3 separate regions of the Mus musculus genome follow, and regions 1 and 3 are each linked to region 2. A link is a contact called in public ChIA-PET and promoter capture Hi-C data. All regions are on one chromosome and are shown on one strand. Each heading gives the region's core, a stretch centred on a gene start, on an enhancer-like site or on the middle of the called end of the contact. The rest is flanking DNA. Distances are from core to core; before and after follow the strand shown.

Region 1 (3,321 bases), core at 101-2,600, 320 kb after region 2:
TCTCTCTGAGCCAGTGCCTCAGTTGGTTCAGGTACCAAATGAACGGTCAGTCTTAATGTAGATGCTCTTTTACATCGTAGGATTGCAGGCAGGGTTAATTGTCCCTCCCAGAGCTGTCCTTTGGCCTCCAGGAAACATCTCTCTCCCCAACCCACATCCCAGATCCAGAGAACAGGCCAAGATTCAATTTTTTCCTGTCTCCTGACCTGCCCCCACCAGACCTTCTCAGGCTAGTGTGAGGGAGGCACACAGCTAAGCCAACAGTGTCCCTAGACCAGTGGACAAGCCCAGCAGCAGCCTTCTCTTGGCCTAATGCCCAGGGAATTCCATCAGGCAATATCCACGGGACTTGATGGGGGCAGCCCCAAGAAACGAACAGGGGACCCTTGGAAGTGGGCCAACAGCTCTTCTCTATGTTGATAGCCCTTTGTCCAGGCGGAGAGAGACCTGCGTCTGTAGGGTAACACTGAATAACAGACTTTTACATTTGTGTTGGAGGTGGGGGTGGAAGGGGGTGCCTGCTGGTCCTGCAGTGCCAAGGCCATCTGTGCTCTTAGAGTTTGGAGGCTCTAGGCCTGGGAAGTGGAGGCCCCTAAAAGCCTTGTTTAGGGGGTTATGGCTTCTCCTATAGGTGGGAAGAGACTTCATAGGAATAGAAGAGAAGTCATTTGTCCCCAGAATCCAGCACCTAGTTTCTGGAATGGGCATGCAGGTGATTTGGCCTGGGATGTCCTTGTTGAAAGGAGGGTCTTACTCTCCAGGACTTTCACAGTTGGGGAGGGATAGGACCCTTCTGTCGAGCTGTGTCCTCAACATTCCAAGGAGACAGAGAGAGAGAGAGAGAGAGAGAGAGAGAGAAGCAAGAGAACCTAACTTAGATTTTTAGGAAAGGGAGGAGATGAGAAAGGGTCTAGATATTAGCGGAGGCAGGACTCCACTTGGGGGGGGGGGGGGGACTCTATTCCAAGGACTAAACGAGGGAGGGATTTCCCCCTCCAGCCAGTGGGCAGGACGGACGGCCCCATTTCTGAAGGTTACACGAAGCTGTTTTGCTTTCTGGGGCCTGGGAGGTGGGAGACCCTTTCCTTTCGGAGCAGGATCCCGCGTACTGGTTGGATGGAGGGCCCGGATTCTAGAGGAAGATGTCCTTCTCTGGCTTCCTTCAGAAGGGCGAGCCACGCGCGTACAGACGCGTCGCACTTACCTCCAGGCCCGGGCTGCGATCTACAGGCTGCGATCCGCGGGCCGGACTTGCGCGATCACCTTCCGATGCTCCTGGCTGCGCCTGGCGTCTGCTCCGCTTCCCCCAGCGACTCACCAGGCTCCCAAGCTTCGCCGAGCCACCCTGGCCAATCAGCACCACTGCCTCTAGCCCTTGCTTGCGCCTCAGCCAATGAGAGCACCCGCCATGGGCCACCGCCCCCGGGGGGAGGGGGAAGGCGGGGCGGGGGCAGAGTCCGACCTCCGTGGATAGGATGCGCCCGGGGGTCTCCGAGGAGGGCCGCGAGGGCCGGAGCAAGGGACTTGGGGAGAGGCAGCCGAAGGATCCCTAGCAAATCTGATGGGGGCTAGGAGTCCTCTCCTTACAGGAGGGAGGGACTTTGCAGGCTAAGGCGAATCTTCAATGTACTCCCACCCCACATCACTGTTTTAAGATCCTGGGAATTGCTGATGAATGGAGCTGAACCCCAACCCCGACCTCTGTGCTTCGGATCTGGTCTCTGGAACCTGAGAATCCGGGGCCCTGAAACAGAACTAAAGCACCTGTCGGCACTGGCCCTCCATGCCACCTTCTGGTGCATCAGTGGTGCACAGCAGGTCAATAAGAGTGCTAAACTGAGAGTCAGGTCAGGACTCAGGACAGGTCTCTTTCCCAACCCTTCCTCCATTTCCTTAATGGTAAAGGAAGGCAGAATTGGTTCTATCTCTTTTATGAGTAGAAACAAGATCTTAGATGTAATAGAGATGTGTTCAGAAAATTGAAGATGCACTGGAAACCAGTTAAAACGAATATGTGAGTGACCAAGTCCCACACCTTTTCTTTCATTAAAAATAAAATTTATTTCAATCACGTGTCTATCTGTCTATGTATATGTGTATGGATGCTGGAGGAGGCTATTGGAATCCTGGGACTGCCTGGAGCTGTGGATACAGGTGGTTGTGAGCTGGCAGAATGCGGTGTTGGGAATAGAACTCAGGGCCCCTGCAAGAGCAGTGTGTGGCCCTAGTTGCTCAGCCATCTCCTCCCCCTTTCTCCTTTTGTCTTTCTTATTTCACTTATTTATTTGTTTATTTGTTAGACAGGGTCTCTCTTCATAGCCCTGTCTATCCTGAAACCTGCAATATAGACCACCCCAGCCTCCAGGTCACAGAGATCTGGCTGCCTCTGCCTCCAGAGTGCTGAGGTTAAAGGCACCACCATGCCTGGCTCCTTTTTCATTTTTTATTTTTATTTATTTGTTTATTTTTAAAGGGAGGGAGGATTTATTTTAGTTTGATGGGATGCAGTGTGTGTTGCTCACTTGCTTGCTTATATTTAATGGTCTTATAACTTTCCAACGTTATTTGGACACAAGGTGTTATCACTCATTGATAAAATCAAAGTTGCAAACATTTAACCACCTCTAGGATTTTCCCAGGCAACTGTGTCATGATCTGGCCAACTTTTACAGAGCCTGGAGGTCCCTGTTGAGTCCAGGAATCCAAGCAGCCTCATATATAGTTATTATGGATTGTAAACCTAGAAATAAAGGGATCAAGATAGGCCAGAAATAAGCAAACAAATGAAACAACTCCAAGTAAGCAATCCACTGCGATCCCTAACTGAACCCCAAAGAGACAATGACTAGACTAAGGAGCAGGTGAGAGCCTAGATCCTCGGTCCCTTGGGAACCCAGAAGGTCCTGCCAGTTGCTATCCAAGTTATCCCTATCACCTGACCCAAGGAATTTTCTGGAGGCTGTGTTGTAAATCTAGCACTTTCTTCTTAAAACCTAAGCCTGCTGATAATCCATTTATTGCTTGCCCAAAGAGAGCAAATGGACAATGAATACTTTGTAAAGAAAAGCAAGTTAAAGCAAAAGGATGGGAACGCCTGTTTTTCAGACCCCCAAGATGGCTCTGGCCTTATCGCTTTCTGTGGGCTTTCCAGGAACTGTGCAGTTTTGTGTACTGCTGCCTCAGTCTCATCTCAGCCATTCTTGAGAGAAATTGGATATTTCCACCTTAAAAAACTTACAGGTGTGGTGGCACACACTTTTAATCCCAGCACTGGAGAGGTAGAGGCAGAGTTGGAGACAGAATGTTCTGCATAGTGAGTTC
Region 2 (3,540 bases), core at 30-2,529:
GTGGCTGCGTTTTGGAAGGGGACCCAGAGAGAAAGTCCTGGCTGCTGACACACTCGGTCTGGAAACAAAAAGGGGGGAAAAAAAACAATAGGGGGGGGAAAAAGACACACACAAGGACATAGAGAAAGAAGAGAATGTTATTTGGGCGTCACTCACTCCGGAACGGCCATATTAGGTTTCGCCATTTTGTTCAGGATTTGGGGATCCCAAAGGGAGCGTGAGACCGGAGTTACTGGGTCGAGGAAGGGGAACCTGACAACAGCGCAACCCGAGTGGCGAACGCCGCCCGGCAGGCTCAGGGAAGCGCCCCTAGCAGTCTCCGCCCCGAGGCCGGCTCGGGGCACAATAGGGCCGCCCCACCGCCTCCTTCGCCATTTTGTGACAGGGACTCCTCCCCTACCCCCACGATCCGACCGGGGACACCCGGACCGGTACGTGGGGACCCTCGGGAGGTACTCTAAATCGGGGGTCTCCCCATCCTTCATCGTAGTTTTCCCCCTCCCAGGGTAGCTCCTCCGTCGCCGTCCTGCGGGTCAGATGGCCAGGGGTCCGCGGCACGGCCCTCCCCTCCCAGTCGTCCGGCTATCCCCGCAGGGTGCGAGGAGCCGCCAGGTCCCGGGGACCGAGCCGGGAACCGGGGGGAAGAGCAGCTCCGCAGGCCGGGGCGGCGCCAAGATGGCGGCGCGGCCTCACCTTTGTAGAGCTGAGCCACGGCCGTGGCCGAGTTCTGGAAGAGATGCCACAGCTTCTGTTGCTTGTGCTCGGGCTGCGCGGCGGCCGCCGCCTCCTCCTGCAGCTCGGGAGACAACTGCTCGTCCTGCTCGGCCTCGGCCAGGCACTGCCGCTCCCACTTGGAGAACCAATGCTCCGGCCCGTGCTCCTGGATCTCCGCCTCGCCCTCCTCCTTCCGCTCCTCCATCCTCCGCGGCCTCCCGCGGCCTGGCCGCCGCCGCCGCGTCCTCCTTAAGCGCGGTCCCCGCGGGAACGTCGTCGTCGACAGGCCCGGGAACGAGGGGCCCGGCGGCCGGCCCAGGCCTCTGTGCAAGCCCGCGGAGCCGGCACCCACCCCGCACAGCCCGAGTCCTCTGCCCACCAACCCCGCTCCGAGGTGCCGCACCCTGCCCTAGCCTCGCCCGCACCCCTTTACCGCCCACCCACGGCCCCGCGGCCTCGGTCCGACCGCCGCCGCTCTCCAACCGGCGTTCCCTGTCCGGCCTGCGCCGCCGAGCCCACCTCGAAGACTGAGGAACGTCGTCTACGGCGGCGGCGTCGACGCCTCTGCGGCGACCGGGCCCCGCCCTCCCCCGCCCACATGCTGACTGGAAAGCGCCGCCCACTTGGCCAGCGGCGCTTCCCCGGCAGGAGGCGGTTGGGGCGCGCCCACCGTCGACCTTCCCCATTGGCCCGCCGCAACGGGTTCCGCGTGCTGGCCCCTGAACGCAGCGTTCTGATTGGCTTACCCGCCTGTCGAACTGATGTCATCAATGGGCGGGGGGCTGGGGGAAGGAGTAAATGTCAGGGAACTTGAAGACTGTAGAGCAGGGAGGAGTTGACAGTGTTTGCGTGCGACCAACCAAAGCAGAAGAAGAAATATCTGTACACTGGAGCCAAGGGATTGCGCTTGCGCGGTGCTCGCTTCGCTCCCGCACCCCGTCTGAGAGTCACGTGACTCCGCCGGGTGACCGCACCCCGCGGGGGCCTTTCCCGGGCTTGCAAGTGCATGGTCACGCAGTGTTTATGTGCTGACTCCTCGAGTTCCTGAGAAGTGCAGTCTACCTCTGTTTGCAGCGCCCTTTCTATGTTTTTTTAATGCCAGAATTCCCAACCTTAGTGGGGCAAGTAAAGCGTGTGAATCCAAAGGAAAATTCTCCGGAGGTGTGAGCGACCTGGGGACGCTCACCGAGATTTCCCGGAGAAGGGGACCGGAGGGAGCTGGACACCAGGGCCGCCTGGCGGACAGTGCGCCCAGCGCTAGTAGCGGCCCGGCACCTGTCCCATGCACGCTCCCGGGACACGTGCGACCGCCGCGTCCCGCCCCCGCCCCCCATGTGCAATTGCTGGCACCCGGGCCCCTGCACTGCTCACTCAGAGTGATCAGTGCCAGGAAAGAGGTCTGGAAGCCTGGGAACAAGAGGGCAGCACAATGACGGGACCTCTCAGCCTCTGAGCTGACAGCTTATGTATGCCATCTGTACTGGATGGAAGTCCTGCAGGATCTGATCCTGCCTGCTCTGGCTTCTCCGGACTTCTCCCTGATCTGTCTGGTTCCCAGAGCCTAATCTCTGGACTCTCTGAAAGTTCATATTCCATTTTCCTTAGGACTAGGCTCAAAGCCAGGTGTGCTGGTGCTCTTTGTTTTGTTTCCTTCTTTTTTTTTTTTTTTTTTTTTTCTTTTTTGGTATTTCGAGACAGGGTTTCTCTGTATAGCCCTGGCTGTCCTGGAACTCACTTTGTAGATAGACCAGGCTGGCCTTGAACTCAGAAATCCGCCTGCCTCTGCCTCCGGTGCGCCACCACGCCCGGCCTGTTTTGTTTCTTGAAACAACTTTTTTTTTTTTTTTTTTTGGTAGTTTTGGGATTGCCTTGAAATCATAGAGATCCTCCTGCCTCTACCTCCTGGGCGCTGGGATTAAAAGCCTTTGCCACCACACCTTGTGATGCGTTTTTGTTTTTTATTTTGTTTTATGTATAATTTATTTTAATTTTACTTATTTTTGTATTATATTAGATAATATGTAACATTACATTATTGTTATATTTTATCTTATTTTTTATAATTTGCTTTATAAATAATTCATATTTTAATATATGATTCATAAAATCTTTATTTTAAGTGCATTAATGTTTTGCCTTCATATGTATATGGCGGGAGGAGTGGGTGTCAGAAGCCCTGGAACTGGAGTTGTAGATGTGAGCTGCCACGTAGATGCTGGGAATTGAACCTGGGTCCTCTAGAAGGGCAGCATGTGCTTTTAATCTCTGAGCCATCTCTCTAGCCCCTTGTTTGTTTATTTGTTTTAAATCTTAAATTGTCCCCAATGATGCCTAAGCAACATTATGTATCACAAATCAACACCTGGACCCTTCAGATGCCCAAAACCAGCTTGTAAGAAGCAATCTGTCGGCAGTTGGAGCACCAACTGCTCTCCTAGCGGTCCTGAGTTCAATTCCCAGCAACCACATGGTGGCTCACAACCATCTGTAATGGGATCCAATGCCTTCTTCTGGTGTGTCTGAAGACAGCTACAGGGTACTCATATACCTAAAATAAATAAATCTTAAAAAAAAAAGAGCCTTATAGGGAACATGATATTTGGGGGGGAGGGGGGGAAGCAAGCACAGTGGAACACAGCTGTAGTCAATCCCAGCACTCAGGAGAAATGTTACAGATTGAGTTCTGTGTAAACCAGGACTTCATAGGCAGATCTAACCTCAAAAACAGACAAACAACAATAACCACAACAAAAACGCTGTACAAAAGTCACAGGGCATAAAATCAAACATAGGAAGAAGACAAAAAGTCCCAGCCTGGGATTAGAG
Region 3 (3,737 bases), core at 890-3,389, 370 kb after region 2:
GACAGCCAGGGCTACACAGAGAAACCCTGTCTCAAAAAACCAAACCAAACTAAACCAAACCAAACCAAACCAAACCAAACCAAACCAAACCAAACCAAACCAACCAACCAACCAAACAAACAAAAAACAAAAAAGAAAAACCAAACAAAACCCAATCTCTATTTATGTCTATGCATGTGCCTCACAGCATAGTGCAGCCTTGCTTGTTTTAAAGTTTAACAAGAATCACTCCACGCACATTTTTGGATGGTTGGAGTTTTTGGTTCATCTTTATGAAATCATTCTATGCTGTGCTCACTGAATGGCATTCCTTTTCACTGCAGCACAATGTTTCTGAGGGTGGCCATAATGCAGTTACTTACTTGAAGCAAATGGGATGGGTAATGGGCAGACTCATCTGAGTTCTTATCCCCACTTCCCACTGTCTCAGGCTGTGTTGACCTCTTGAAGAGCTCAAAGTACTACACATAATGTGTTCAAATCACTATAACTCCCTACCTGTGAGCGATGGAGTGACACAGACCCAGCCACATTCTAAACACTGCCCAGCTCATTCCTTGAAGGGAGTGCAAAGTTGTCCCATTTGAAACTTTTGAGAGAGTAGTGGGTCCAAGGCTGGTTAACATTGTCAGATTAGGCAAAGAGACTTTATGTTCTTTGTAGTTTGTGCTGGTGCTTGCAAAGTACCCAGAACATTGCTGGGAGTGGGACATATAGAAAATCCCACAGAATGGACTAGTTAGAATATAACTTACACAAGCTAACAGTCATCCTCCTGCCTCTGGACCTTGTCCTGCCTGTAACCCTCTCCATTTAGGGCTCTTATACTTGCAAGGCCTGTTTCAGGGAGGGCCAGACTCCCTTACTTATGTCACAGGACAAAAATATTCATTGATTTTTTTTTTGTTTCCATGTGTGCTGTGTATATGTGAATATGCATGCTTCACATGTGTGTGGGCACATGTATGTGAGTATGTAGAGGCCTGAGGTTGATGCTGATAATTCTCAGTCATCCTTCTACTTTGTGCCCTGGGCAACGTCTCCCAGTCAGCCCCAGAGAATTTGGGCACATTGGTCTCCTTACCCAGCTTGCTCAGGGATCCTGTCTTCTTTAGACTTAGAGGCAGGTCTTCATGCCCACCAGCACTGATGTGGATCCTGGGGCTCCAAACTCTGGTCCTAATGCTTCCAATTAGGACACCGTAGCTGACGAGTCATCACCTCAGGAAAAGCCTTTTCAGCTTGGCCCACCAGCTTCCCAAGCCACGATGCCATCACCTGAGCCACATGCCCACCTTTAACTGGTCCCTTGAGATTCTATGTGCAGTGTGAGCCTGATATCCAGTTACCTGGCAGCACAGTGGACCACAAGCATCCGTGGCCCCTGGATGATGGTGGCAAGGGATCTCCTTGGACATGCTTTCTCATCTCCTTCTCTTTTTTATTCTTTATTGTTTGAGAATTTCATATGTGCATGGAATGCGCTTTGATCAAGTCTGTCTCCCATTCTCTCCCATCTGATTCCTCTCCTGCTCCTCCACACTTCCCTCTCAACTTCACATGCTTGCGTGCTCTGTCTCTCCCCTCCCTTCCCCAAGCCTCCCAAGCTGCTGAATTCACCTAGTGCTGGCTGTGTATACATGGGTTTAGGCCATCTACTGGAGCAGGGAGTCTCTCAGGGGACAGATCCTTGAGAAAACTGCAGCTCCATCAGCTAGTTACTCAACAACCCTTGATTCTATAGCGGCATCGTGTAAGGAACATCCAGGGACAGGTTGAGGTGTGTGTGTGTGTGTGTGTGTGTGTGTGTGTGTGTGTGTAAAATGCTGACTGACTTGGTAGATGGGAAGCAGAGTTCAGGACAGAGAAAGGAATAAAATATGGCCAGGAAAGACCCTGAAGAAAGGGATAAAATATGGTCAGGATCATCCCGAGTAGTAGAAGAAAGGCAAGGTGTGAGCCTTGGGCAGATCTGGGAGTGAGCCTTACTCTTGCTGAGTGCCAGCTTCCCTATGTAGGAGAGATGGACAGGCTAATACCAGGCCTTCACCCTGCACTTCTCCCCCACACCTCCCCTATCTATACTAGTCAGAGAGTGGGCGGGGATGCTTTTGCCCAGGCTCATCCTGTTTTGTGGTCTTTTGTAATTTCCTCTTCTCTCTCTACCTCTCATTTTCTCTTTGCCAGCCAGTGATAGGCTAGGAACTTCAGGTCACAAAGAAGCTTTGATTATCTGGCTCCCTGGCAGCTCCTTTCATCTTGGGAACATTTTGCAAGCCAAATCTAATTGAGGCGGGGTGGCAGGCTTGCAGGGAGGGTCGCATCTTCTCCGGTTAGCTACCAGTGCTCTGCTTAGGGAATGGCTCTCACATCCGCTGGACACACAGGCTCAGCCCCCGCTGTGTTCTAAGGGGTGTCAGCTCTACTTTCCCCAGCTTCCCCGAGGGAAGCTTTTTGAAGATCAGGAAGCAGAGGCTCACTTGCTTGTTGGTGGGGAAGGGGGGGGGGTTGGGCAACTCCAATCCCCAGATGCCTGTCTCATGCCCTCTCATTCCCACTGTCCCCAGCCAGGCCACTTCTGGCTCATGGTGCAAATTCAGTTACTACAGTCTCCGGGAGGCCAAGTTCCCAGCTTGCTTTCCAAATGGCTTTGGATATTAATGCTCTGTGGGAGGATTTTAGCCATGGGTGAAAAGGTGGCTTGTGCAAAAACAACATTTTTGATTTCTTCTTTCTCAGTTGGGAAAATGTGTTCCAGGCAGCAATGCTGAGCTCCGCGGGGAAAGCACTGGAGGAGCTTAGAGGGTACTGGAGGCTTTGCGCAGGGAACACGACCCAGGCAACCAGGCTTCATAGCACTGACTGTCCTCACAGATAAAGGGGTTACACAGAGGCTGGAATGATGGGGTAATATGAGTTTGCGGAGTCAGAGACCTGTGGGGAGCAGGCCTGGAGCAAGAGTGAGGTTGAGACCTGTTCGAACCTTGGAAATCTGGCTGGAGATCTGCAGGAGTAGGATTGCTCACCTCCTGCCCTGCCCCGCGTGTCCTAGCGCACTTAGCCCTGTGCCTCCACCTTTGCCCCACCGTTGGTGGTCACCTAGCCAGTTGGTAGTCAGGATAAACCTCCTTTCCCCTTATAAAGTCATGTCCAGCAGTACCTGGAATTCCTCCTCATGCAAGTGAGGCAATCCTAGCACCCTGGCCTCAGCCAATGATGTACACCCCCCCCCCCAAAGGTTTATATACCCTATCGACTCTGTTCTAATCTGCTCTCACTCATCGGTGTCTGAAATCTCCAACTCAGGGCTGGTTCCAACCACCCAGAATCCACTGGCTGTGATTGCTAGTGATCACACCACTTCAGCAGAGCCTGAACTGTAAGGTTACAGGGGACCTCAGGCACCTGGAATGGGGAGACAGCATGGTGGAAACACAATGTCTTGGGTTTGGGAGTTGGGGACTCTTCCCTAAAAATACAAGCTATGCATTTTGGGGTAGAGCCAGTTATTAGTGTCTCAGAGACTCAGTTTCCTATCCATACAGGAGACAAACAGCACCCGACTGTCTGGGACTCTTTAGGAACAAAGTGAAGCAGCAGATTAGTGCCTGGGTGTGCGCTGTCTTAGAACCTGGACCCTTTGGGTCCCAAATGTAACGGGGTGGTCAAGCCCAAGTCCCATCTTTGCTGCTCTAGGAGCAGGGTGGGAAGGCAAGCCCAGCTCTCTGCTGATGGGG

What was found. ChIA-PET counts read pairs in DNA pulled down with a chosen protein or histone mark. Capture Hi-C pulls out chosen DNA fragments and counts their contacts.
Region 1: a promoter capture Hi-C map of liver shows a contact between it and region 2. The contact joins the promoter of Abat here to the promoter of 1810013L24Rik in region 2. A contact is called at or near these places in 5 of 39 promoter capture datasets (cranial neural crest, hippocampal neurons, liver and 1 more), 1 of 115 datasets of contacts at active chromatin or transcription factors (embryonic hindbrain) and 3 of 9 other capture datasets (adipose tissue, liver and pancreatic islet).
Region 3: an RNA polymerase II ChIA-PET map of memory CD8 T cells shows a contact between it and region 2, with 6 read pairs. The contact joins the enhancer-like site here to the promoter of 1810013L24Rik in region 2. A contact is called at or near these places in 5 of 39 promoter capture datasets (the HPC-7 cell line, cranial neural crest, hematopoietic stem and progenitor cells and 2 more), 1 of 484 Hi-C or Micro-C datasets (B cells), 3 of 115 datasets of contacts at active chromatin or transcription factors (bone marrow-derived macrophages, extraembryonic endoderm stem cells and memory CD8 T cells) and 3 of 9 other capture datasets (adipose tissue, liver and pancreatic islet).

What each region holds. Positions count from the first base shown.
Region 1 is chr16:8,511,458-8,514,778 of GRCm38.p6, reverse strand. Abat (4-aminobutyrate aminotransferase) reads right to left here and starts at 1,350. Exons shown (of 16, transcript NM_172961.3): 1 at 1,205-1,350.
Region 2 is chr16:8,827,839-8,831,378 of GRCm38.p6, reverse strand. It overlaps 1810013L24Rik (RIKEN cDNA 1810013L24 gene), which reads right to left and starts at 1,279. Exons shown (of 4, transcript NM_001081400.3): 1 at 694-1,279; 2 at 1-58. The coding sequence starts at 919.
Region 3 is chr16:8,453,768-8,457,504 of GRCm38.p6, reverse strand. No RefSeq gene overlaps it. Among named protein-coding and RNA genes, the nearest start is that of Mettl22, 15 kb to the left of the region's middle. Within about 2 kb of position 2,139, at least 41 of the 459 cell types and tissues checked have an H3K27ac peak or open chromatin away from gene starts, as enhancers often do. A contact at or near this core is called in the HPC-7 cell line and memory CD8 T cells, where this site is marked.